Linked DNA regions of Rattus norvegicus: region 2 is linked to region 1. Evidence: chromatin contacts called from public Hi-C data. All regions are on one chromosome and are shown on one strand. The core of a region is the stretch at or near the end of the contact, and the rest is flanking DNA. Distances in the headings are between cores, read along the strand shown.

Region 1 (5,657 bases), core at 2,448-4,947:
GACACACAGAGATCATTCTCTGACCTCAGGTGAAGCCGGCGTCTTCCTGCCCTCCAAGAATACCTGCCTCTCTGGTAACACACCATTTCCCTTTAGACCATTTCCAGAAAAAGCTACTCGTCTGAACAGGAAGTGACAAAGAAGCAACTCACCACCAGCTTTCCAGGATCCTGGTACCCCAACACATACATGCACATGCATGCATGCACACACACACACACACACACACACACACACACACGCACGCACGCTGGTCAGCCCTGGTATAGCATGAGCCATCTCATAAGTCACCTAGATAAAGTAGGAATCATCAAATATTTATCAGATGGGGTTGGGCAGTTGGCTCAGTGGTTAAGAGCACTGGCTGCTCTTCCAGAGGACCTGAGTTCAATTCCCAACACCCACATGGCGGATCATACCTGTCTGTAACTCCAGTTCCAGGAGATCGGACACCCTTATACAGACACATGTACAGACAAAACACCAATGACAATGAAATATAAATCATATATCTGTAAGCTCTTTATCAGATGAAGGAGAGAGTGAAGCGGCTGGTGAATGCACGGGCAGCCCAGCCTCAGAGCATGAGAACACTTCCTAGTCCTGGACACCCGGTGATTCCAGGATGTCACCTGGCTCTGAGAGCCTCTCCCTGGAGAGTATTCCATGAGGAGACCACATGCACCTTTCCTCAAGCCCCCTCACCTCCCACCTCTCCTCCCTTCCCTTAACTGTGGGACTTTGCAAACCCCACATGCTAAACTTTCTACCTGGAATATAGCAGGCAGTGTGGTGAACAAGAGAGACAGAAAGGGGAGGTTGGGGATTTAGCTCAGTGGTAGAGCGCTTGCCTAGCAAGCGCAAGGCCCTGGGTTCGGTCCCCAGCTCCGGAAAAAAAAAAAATAGAAAAAATAGAAAAAAAAAGAGAGACAGAAAGAAAACAGTGTGTAGAACCCCCCATGCTTACAGTTTAATTTTCATTCTATTTATTTATTTGTAAGTGTGTACATGGACACATGCGTGTAGAAGTGGAACCCGTGTATGTCATGGCACACGTGCACACAGTAGAGGGAGTTTGCTCTTTCCTTCCATTACATGGGGAGGCCGAGGGGTCAAACTCAGGTGGTCAGGCTTGGTGGCAGGTAAGCCATGCTACTGGCCCATGTTCACAACGAGTAGATGATGATAACAGCCATGTACATGTGTCAAATCACACTGCAATGGAATCCACTAAGGAACAACTCTTTGAGGTCAAGAGAATAGAATCAGTAGCCTGGTGTGGTGGCACACGCCGTTAATCCCAGAACTTAGAAGGCAGAGGCAGGTGGATCTCTGAGTGTGAGACCAGCCTGGTCTACAGAGTGAGTTCCAGGACAGCCAGGGATACACAGAGAGACCCTGTCTCAAAAAACCAGGATGCAGGGGTTGGGGATTTAGCTCAGTGGTACTGGGTTCGGTCCCCAGCTCCAAAAAAAAGAAAAAAGAAAAACAAAACAAAACAAACAAACAAACAAAACAAACCAACCAAACAAACAAACAAAACCAGGATGCAGAGGGAGGAAGTGAAGAGAACTAGTGACGGGTAAAGACCTAACTTTCCAGATATTCCAGTCTCTGTTTCAATCACCGGGCCAAGAGACCACCGGTGAGAAGACAGCTTTACCTTAAACCATGTTAGATAAATAGGCAGAACGTTTTTCCCTTTAACGAGACACCGTACTTTTCCTTCCCAGAATTCTTTCCCCTAATGCTGACCCATAAGTCTTTTCTGGGTCTGCCTACCCTTCTGAGGTGTAAGCCAGAAAGTACAACTTCCCATTTTCTTCCTCTCCACAAACCCCTCTTTTGACACTGGCCAGAACCAAGAGAGCTTTTTCTGATACTGTGGGTGGTCATCCCTGCTCTTTCTATAATGCCCCGCTCCCCTCCCCCATGTGGCTGACCTCCAAGCCAGCTCGAGTGGCCTGACTGTCTCCATCTTACCTCCTTCTCTATGCAGCTCCTGGCGTTTACAGCTTGTGTGCCTTGGGATGTTTTCCTTTTAAATTCTAAGAAAAATTAACTTCAACCTGCAATTTGAATCCATTCTTTAATTCTTTTGTTAATGAGACCAAGAATCCTAAAAGGGAACACTGATTTTCCCCAGAATCACGAGGGTACAAATGCAAGAAACAGATCCAAGGAGCATGTGCTTCAGGTCAGAGCTGAGAAAACTCAAGGATGGCCAACAAAGGACGCTTCCTGAAGGATTCGAAGCTGCCGCCCATCTGGTCTCAAGCCTGAGAGGGAAAAGGTGGGAGAGGCAGCTCCCAGGAAGGACAGATCAAACTATGTTCTCTCAAGTAGATGTATCAAAACAATGTGCCAAGTGCCTTAAAATAGGGTGGTGGTGGGGAGTTCTTGGCCCGAATCTCTAAACAAAGATTAACAAGAGGAAAATAGTTTATTAAAAGTGTGGCGCATGGGAGATAAAGGAAGGAATGACACTTCCACAAAGAGCAGTACAATTTTAGGAAAGGGGAAGGCGGAAGAAACAAGAACTACACTCCCCAGAGGTATCGACTGTGAAAGGCAAATCAGAGAGAGGAAAAAAAACAGGAGACAAAGACTCTTCAATCTCTGCTTGCTGCGTGCCACTTCTGGCGGACGAAGGTCTCAAGTGTCTTCCATGATACCACCTTCCGGGTAAAGCGGAGAACAGGGACATCCGTGTACATTTCCATCCAGCTTTTAGGCAAACGGGGGAGGGAGGGTTCCTCTTGCTTCTGTTCCTTTTCAGCTGCCTTTGCTCAAAATAATCCTTATGCTAAAGTGGCCCGTGTCTGGGTGGTGTGTTTCGCTACCCTTCAATAGGATGGGCACAGCTTCAAGGCTATGTAAGGGACTTAGGCCGACCACCTAGTGAGCCCTTGGAGCAGTGAAAGAGCCCGAGGTAAGGCCTGGGAAGACCTGGCCTGGGGCAGGGGTGGGTGAATGTGGGGGAGTGGAGGTGGAGGGAGGGGGAACGGGACTATGTGACACAGGTAAGCAGCTGGATGAACAGGAGGATGGCAGAAGAAGCCCCTAGGCAAAAAAAGTCCTTTCGTTTAACCCAAACAGGACAGGTTCCTATCACGCTCCAGGCTCTGCAGGAGTAAATAGGGCCCGAGTCCTACTTCGGGGGTCCTTAGCCTCTTGCTTAGTCCCAGGACTTTGAGGCTATTAATGGTAGGGCAGGGGGGGCGAAGGAGGCTCTGGCATCTCTCCTGCCACAAAGCCGCTGATCCTCACGGTCCTGACAATCGTCCGCAGGATCTCAGGAGGAATCCCTCTCCCGCGGCCACACCTGAGAGGAAAGGGTGGGCCGGAGAGAAGGGACTAGGGTGACCTTCCGGTAAATACACCTATAGCTGCAGTGGGGGGCTGGGCAGGCGACGGCGGAGGGCCTGGAGCCCTCCCCGGATTCATCGGCTCCCCTGCGCCCCCTGCCGGCCATGGGCCGCACTCCACGCGCCGCCGCCCCGCCCTCCGCACCTGCGGCCGCTCGCCTCCCAGGAGAGGAGGTGGGAGGTGGGGGGGGGGGAACCTTCGGTTGTTTAGGGAGTGGAGGCGTTTCCGGAAGTTCCCTACCTGAGGGGACAACCCGGGACGTCCCCAGACCAGAAATTTCACCCTTAAGAATTACCGAGGGGTGGGGAGGTGACGTTCTTAACTTTTATTGGTTATTAATGCTGTGCGTTTTCTGGGCGAGCTGGGGGAAAGAGCCTGGAAAATGTCATCGACTGAAGAAGTCATTCACTTCTCTTAGCGAGGCTTTTAAATTAGCGCTCGTGTGCCTGGGCAAGCCTGAAGGGGACTCAGAGCCAACAGTTGTGCCCGGGGGAGGGCTGCAAGGAAAGGTTTTCTCCTGCCTGTCTTTTATCTCTAGGTAGTGGAGCCTCCCTCCTCCTGGAAGTCCGCCTTATTCTTCCTGAGCCTCTGTTACAGCCAGTGTCAGTGTCTCAGTTTGGTAGGTCAGGGTTCTCTGCCTATTTTTGATGAGTTTTTTTCCTGAAAGACTCTAAGCCTATTCTGTGTCCAGGGGCAGAAAGCCCTATCAGTGCGCGGCTGATATCTAGGGAGGAGAAGACACAGACACAAAGAGCATCCCATTTCCTGACCAGTCAAGGAGAAACTCCCACCATCCTCAAGTTCCCTGCGAATTTGGTCCCATGTTCCCGAAGATCTTTGTGAGTACCCCGAAATCTGAGCCCCGAACGGTTTGCTCTCTGAAAATATCCGGATGTCACTTAAGATCATGGGGACTTTAAACCTCTCTAGTCTCTCCTCTCCTCATCCCCTGCAATGGCTCCCCATTTCCCTCACAAGAAAAGCCAGAACTGAAGGCTACCCACAACACCTATGAGCCTCCTGCTGCGGCCACCACCCACATCTCTCTGGTCACTTTGTCTACCCTGCTGTTCCTTAACTAAGACAGAAATCAGCCTGGGCTCCGGCCCTGCAGCACACTGGGAAGTACGAGCCAGAGTGGCCAGCTCAGAGATAAAGTACACGTGAGTGCTCAAGGGAGGATGTAAACCATTAGGAAATAAAAAGAAAGTGTGAGTCAAAGTGATGGGTGGGGAGAGGGGAAGGCGCTCCAACCCGGAGAACAGGGAGTGGCCAGGAGGCCGGCTCCACCGCAGCCCAAATGGGAGATGGGGACCGCGGGGAGCACTTTGGATTCTGAGAGATTTGTAAGAATGGTGGCTGATTTCCTCCGTTCTCCACGACGCCAAGAGCCTCCTTCGTTTCTGGTGTGTCGTCTCATCTCGCCAGTCCCCGCCCATGCCCCCGTCAGGTCCATGCCCTCCTCCCACCCCCAAAGGCTAGAAATTGTATAGAGCACCTCTGGGTGGTCTGACTGGGGTCCCAGCAACCTGCTGCCTCCTCCTACCCTTCTTCCAGTTGCTAATCTAAGTTCCTGCCTGAGCTGCAGAGGGTCACAAAAGTCCTGTGTCACATCTTCCCTGCCCTGACCAGGAGGAAACCAAGTTTCAAAATGGCCTTATTTTGCAATCTGACTCAAAAGGGTGTGGAGTGGAAAATTATAGACAGCAGCCACCAAGGGACTTCGGCTTAATATAACTGGTGACCTGGGAAACGGCAGAGGCAGAAAATAATTTCTTCATTCTCGGACTGAGGGACAGAGAGGGTTATTCGAAGCAGAGTCAAAATAGAGACTCCTTCAAGCCAAGGGAGAGGATTGACACATGTATGGGTCAGAAGGGAAGCCCTCCCACTTCCTCCCGGCCCCTCCCTCCAGCTTTTCTCTGCACTTTCTGCTCGTCCACCCGCTTCCCATCCCACCCTCTTGGCTTTCCTGTCCTATCTCCGCTTCTTCTACCCCACCCCCGCCCCTGCTCGCTTCTTTCCCTCCTTCCTTTGATCTGTTCTTTCAGCTTAAGCAGCAGATACTTTAGCTCCTAACCACTTATTAAAAGGGAAAAATCATAAATCTTATGCAGATATCAAATGAGCACCTGTCAGTGACTGCCTTTAACCCATCAATTAATGAGTGATCTAGAAACATGTTGCAAACAGTTCACAGGAGAATCCCTAAACAGACATTCTGAAGTGATACAATTTGCCACTCGAGACATGTTAGTCCATTGGCAGTAAGCACATTTACCGTGTTG
Region 2 (5,302 bases), core at 889-3,388, 190 kb before region 1:
GCCGAAAGTCTGCCTGAACCCCAAGCTGTGTGAGACATGCTAGGATCTACTCCTTTGCTTCCGCGACCACCCCAGGAAGATGCTTTCTCCCAGTGGCTTCACTCTCACTATCCTGTTGCTGCTCTAGAATGGATTGGACAGCTCCTTCCTCCCACACTGCTCTGCCCAACTGCACTCACAGGCAGAGGGAGAGGTTTGGGCTTTGAGCCTTGTGCCTACCACTCCACCTCCACCCCTTCAGGAGGAGTCCCATGGGTGTATGTATGTGAATGAAAACCTTTCTGTTTGCAAGGAGATAGCTTTCAGCAGGTTCTTAAAGGGGCCACGACCCCAGGGCTGTGGTGATGGTGGAAGTGGGTGTTGGTCTAGACTGTGGTGTTTGCCTGGAAAATAGTGCTTCTGCGGGAAGAGCCTTAAGGGGGCAGCCTATGCCATGAGAACTGCTCACTGACAGAGACTGCACTGAGGGGCGGCAGGAGCTAGCTCTAGGGTGTGAGACACTGCACTGTGTGGTTCCCTGTTACTACTGAGTGTTCTGCAGAGCACAGGGAATGAGTGCGATGGACCCCGAGGAGAACTCCCCTACTCAGTTTGCTCAGTTAGCAGGGTCAGGTGATGTGGAGAAGTTGTTCTTCATCAGCTCCCAGACCCAGAGCTCTGCTTTGATCTGAACTGGCCCTCAAAGGCTACAAAACTAACCAGACAGGAATTCATTCAAGACACCAGAGTGTGAGAAAATAAATCTTTCTTATAGAAAAAAAGTTATACACACACACACACCAGTTCTATCCAGTGACCGAGTCCCTTTGCAAATAAATTAAAACTGTTCCCCACAGATGAAACCCTGGAATGCAGAAACCCATGGATTAGCAGGAAATGTCATTGAGACCATTATGGGTCAGGGATCACTGAAAAATGTCATTGCTTTTCGATTGACTGTGTGTCCTGCTTCCCCACCTGCCCCCTGAGCTAGGAGAGGCCATGTGGGGCTCTAGCTCTTGCTAGCAGTTAATTAAACCAGCAGTCCAGTAAATAGTGCTCAGCAAAGCAACCCAGACCAAACCGCCTCGGCCTGACCTCACCATCCCTAACAAAGTACTCTCAGGCCTGTGACATAGGTTGTCTCCCACCAAGCACCTTGCAGGGCTATCCTGGTGGCCAAGCCTTCTAGAGACTTTTCCTTTGTGCAGAGTCATCAGTTCAGTGGATCCAAGAACTGTCCCCATGGAGGACAGAAGCCAGCAGGTCAGTGTAGGGGTACTTTGTGGCCCTCTGCTGCTTGGGAGAGGCCTAGACAAAGGAGGAAGCTGGCCGCTAAGCAGACCCCCACCTTATGAGTTTATCCTAGTGTGAGAGCTGGTCAGGTCACTGCCGTGAGTCACTTCTGTGGCTTAGGTGCCGCCCGCAGCAACGTGTTCCTCTTTAAATAAAATAAATTTTGAAAATCTCCCCTGCTCTTCTGCTTCTCAAGTGCGCTGTGAGACTCGGACTGAAGGTTACAGGTTGGTAGACTGCTGTGTCCAAGGTCTCAGTGTGGAGAGAAGGCCACAAAGTCCCATTGACACCTGGCACTGAGGGTGTGAGTGAGCCAGGAGCTGAAGGAAGGGGTATGGATGAGGCTGGGCTGTGAGTGACACAGGGAACAGTCAGTGTTCCCACACAGGCACCATCTAGGCATGCGGGGCAGAACCCAGCCTTGGTGAGCCCAGCTTCTGAAAACCCTTCTCACTCAGGGATTAAGAAGCCAAGTGGAGGATGGCCTTTGGTTAACACGGCTCAGGTTTAAAAAGGCGGAAACGTGACGAGGCAGAGACTGATTCCTCCACGGGGACAACACTGTATGTCCTCACACAGCCTGGTATGATGGAAACCAGATACCCCCAGCAGCTTCCTGAAATCCCATGGGCTTCCCACTAAGCCCTGGACACATGTACCAGGCGGCCAGGAGGCCCAAGGCCAGGCAGGCCACGGGCTTCCTGTGGGGAATGTGAGAATTTTAGCAGCCCCAGAGTTGTCTTTGCTGGCCCTTCCCATGAAGAGGCAGCTGGGAAGCCTGACCAGGAGGAACAGGAGTATGGGGTAGGGAGGAATGGCCATGGTGCACACTGTAAGGAGATGGTTTTAGGTAACACATTCCTTTAGCTTTAGTCAGGACCTTGTAGTGAAGGTCACCATAGAAACCAAACAAAGTTCCTAGGCCAAGGATGGGAGCTTTCCAATAAGCAAGCTGTCAGTCATTCCCCCCGCCCAGCACTGGCGGCCTGCCAGGCTGACTCTGAGGACCCAAGGCCCTCAAGTGACAGGGGAGCAAGTGTGTGTGTTTTCTTCCTAGCTCCACAGTGGGCAGGGCCACCTCCCCACCCATTATCTGACACAGTAGGCATTCCTGAGAGCCCCTGCTGGCCCAGCCCCCTGGCCCTAGGAGACTTGGGAAGTCTTGAGGGAATGTGTGTCAGAGCCCCAGAGGACTTTGCCAGTGTAGGAACAATGTGGCTCTCTGCACAAGCCACTGCTCGCCCCAGATCAACACATGCACTGCTGCAGCCATCTGCCCCAGGAAACCAGGGCTGTTTTGGAAAATGTTTGACGTGATATAACTAGGTATTAGCTGGAGCCTGTCTGTAGCTAGATCCAGTCGAGGCTGAAGCTGAGCCTCTAGGGCATTTCTCCGAGTTATCTGCCTGCCCCTCACATGCACACCTATTTATCAGGTTGCACGGGACACATTTCTGGAGGGGCAACCCACCAAGCAGAAGGGATCAGAGTCCGGGACTTCTGTTAACATTTCTGCCGTAAACCCAGTGTGTTTATTGGATTGTTCTTATTAAGGACTTGTGGCACATCAAAAGGATGCTTAAAATACCAACACTTGAGGAGGGGTTGGAATCAAAGGTATTAACACAAACATAGTTTATCACTCTGCTGGGTTCATTAAACATGCTTGGCGGCCACAGTGCGTGGGGACAGCAGCCAGGACTCTCTGGCCATGTGGCCGAGGAAGTGCTAAGCCAGGCATAATCGCTGGCCCCCTCAGGTCCTTCTCAAAGGTCACCTCCTCCTTGGCTGAGCTGGGTTGACATTCAGCATTTCTTCTTCTCAGCTCTCTTGTGGTCTTGTTCTGTGTGATTCGAGAGGACCCAAGACAGAGGCCTGTCTTCATTATCTGTGCTCTGCCCACAAGAGCCTGTCTCCTCAGTGGAAAAAGCTATACTGGGTGGAAAACACAGATGCAGAGACTAAAGCTATCTATATTCCAGGCCAGAGCCTACCCTTGTCCTACCTAAGAGCTTCTCGAACAGCCTGCAAGGCCTTTGTTGTCTGAGTCGTGTTCAAGTCTGGAGAGCTTACTAGGGGGTTGTTTAGTTATCTGTGGTAGGACGGCATTGGGAGGCTGGTGGGGTGGGTCAGCCGGCAGTCAGTACTGCACTGGTGGGAAGAGTATGTTCGGGGCACAGCGTACCAGGCTGGGGCTCCTCACCAGGTGGGGCAGGGCCTTTGAAGGCCAGGAGCTGGTACTCCAGAAGCTGAGACTTTCGGGCTGTTGCCTTTTAAAGCTTCAAAGTCGGATCGAGTTCAATTTATTAAGAGGCAGAGGATCATTGTGAGTCTTCAAGGATTAGGGAACTTGGGTCACAGTAATCCTCTACACCAGGGGAAAATCATTAGCTTTAAGGTTAAGAACTGCTAAAAAGGGTCCCTTGAGTGTTGAAGATTAGTCTGAGGGAAAGTAATAAAGCTAGGGGTGGCGCCTCCCCTCTCAGGGAGCCCATCCCCATTAGGGTCCCTGTAAAAATCACACCCTCATAAAGTATGTGCCTGAGTAATCAGCCCTCCTGCCTTCCCCAGAGCAGTGGAATATGGAGGACCTAGGGAGCCCTGCATCGCTTAGTGTGACCCTGGCATCCTACATGAGGTCTGGGCCTCCTTGCAGAAAGAAGCCTGACGATTACAGACTGAATGGGAACCTAGCTGGTGCTGTGGGTGGCGGAGGGAGGACAGCTGCCCCCTGGCTCCGTGCCCATCCTGTTATTCTGTCATGAAGTGGGGACCTCTATACCTACTCCAGAACTTTATCCCTGCTTTTCCGGTCTCCTAGTTACCTGGTCTCTCTGGCATCCACATTTCCGGGTCTCCAGAGACACCTCTGTTCTTGGACCTAAACCACTGCACTGCAGACGAGGCCAGACTCCCCCATGCATTATTGTGTTTGAAGGTCTCTCTATGGCAGAGACTTGAGCCTCTTCTCTGCCTGCTGCCCCAGTGGAGGGGTGTGAGGCTGGACACTTGTACATCCCAGGAGACCCTCAGATTAGAGGGACAGGAGATTCCTGGGGTGGAAAGAAGAGAAGGGGAGGAAACCTGGAGGATTTGGGCATCTCACAGCCCTGGTCCTGCTTAATCATTTTGGCTCGACTTTTTATTGGTGTCATTTTTAATAAAACACGATCCTCCAGCCTCTACCTCCTGAGTGCTTGGAGCATAAGCTTGTACTGCTACACCACCATAATTTGACCGTATAGCTCTGATATGAAGAAGTTAATGGTGGAGTAGGGTGACATCGAGCCAGATTAAATACCCGGGTAGCTGGATGCTGTGACCTGCTTGAGACCCTGGGGCGTTGCACTTCTGCACTGATCCTCTCCTCCCAGCGCCCATCCCGGGAGCCATAGGATTACCATTTGCGTTTTACACATGAGGGCATGGATGGGGCTCTGAGTTCAAGTGTCTTAGCCCAGGCTCCATGGCTCCAAGCAGGGATGCCAGTGTCCTCAAGGTCAGTTCAGCTCTCTGAGGCCAAGCTGGGGAAGCCAGGGCACCCTCCCTGTAGATTCCACTGTGCTCACGCTCTGGCCTGAGGAGTTAGACTTTACAGCAGCGTGGCCCTCACTCAGAGCACACCCTGCTTTTCCACTCAATTATATGTTTTCTGTAAAAATAGAACTCTTCATTAAAATGGCACAGCAGGCCACCAGCTAGAATTACTAATTACTGTCCTTTAAAGAGATAATGTCCCCTTCTGTACATGCGACACACCTGCCGCCACCCTTCAAGGAGCCAGGGAGAACAAGAAAAGCCTCCCGGGACCTCAAGAGCACAGTGGGGCCCAGTGGGCCAGGAAGAATGGAATGTCCTGGGAGCTTCCCTGAAGACTTGCTTCCTTGAAATTGCTCTGGTCCCTGGGGACATCTAGAGGCTCTGAGGAATCCTCCCGATTTAACTCTTCTGTGCTTTGACTCGGGCCTGTTTGTTGAGGAGGAAGGAAGGCTCTGGAAGATAAGAGTTAGCCAGCATGGAGGGACCC

Evidence for each region. Hi-C and Micro-C count contacts between places; a contact is called where the count stands out from the background.
Region 2: a Hi-C map of Schwann cells shows a contact between it and region 1, with 2.1 times the contacts expected there. The contact joins two enhancer-like sites. A contact is called at or near these places in 4 of 12 Hi-C or Micro-C datasets (Schwann cells, hepatocytes, mammary epithelial cells and 1 more).

What each region holds. Positions count from the first base shown.
Region 1 is chr6:12,752,116-12,757,772 of GRCr8, reverse strand. LOC120103462 (a long non-coding RNA gene) reads left to right here. Exons shown (of 3, transcript XR_010052445.1): 2 at 1-2,932. Among named protein-coding and RNA genes, the nearest start is that of Calm2, 90 kb to the left of the region's middle. Within about 2 kb of position 3,697, at least 50 of the 93 cell types and tissues checked have an H3K27ac peak or open chromatin away from gene starts, as enhancers often do. A contact at or near this core is called in Schwann cells, where this site is marked.
Region 2 is chr6:12,941,642-12,946,943 of GRCr8, reverse strand. All of the region lies in intron 15 of Ttc7a (tetratricopeptide repeat domain 7A), which reads left to right. Among named protein-coding and RNA genes, the nearest start is that of Mir3558, 8.9 kb to the right of the region's middle. Within about 2 kb of position 2,138, at least 56 of the 93 cell types and tissues checked have an H3K27ac peak or open chromatin away from gene starts, as enhancers often do. A contact at or near this core is called in Schwann cells, where this site is marked.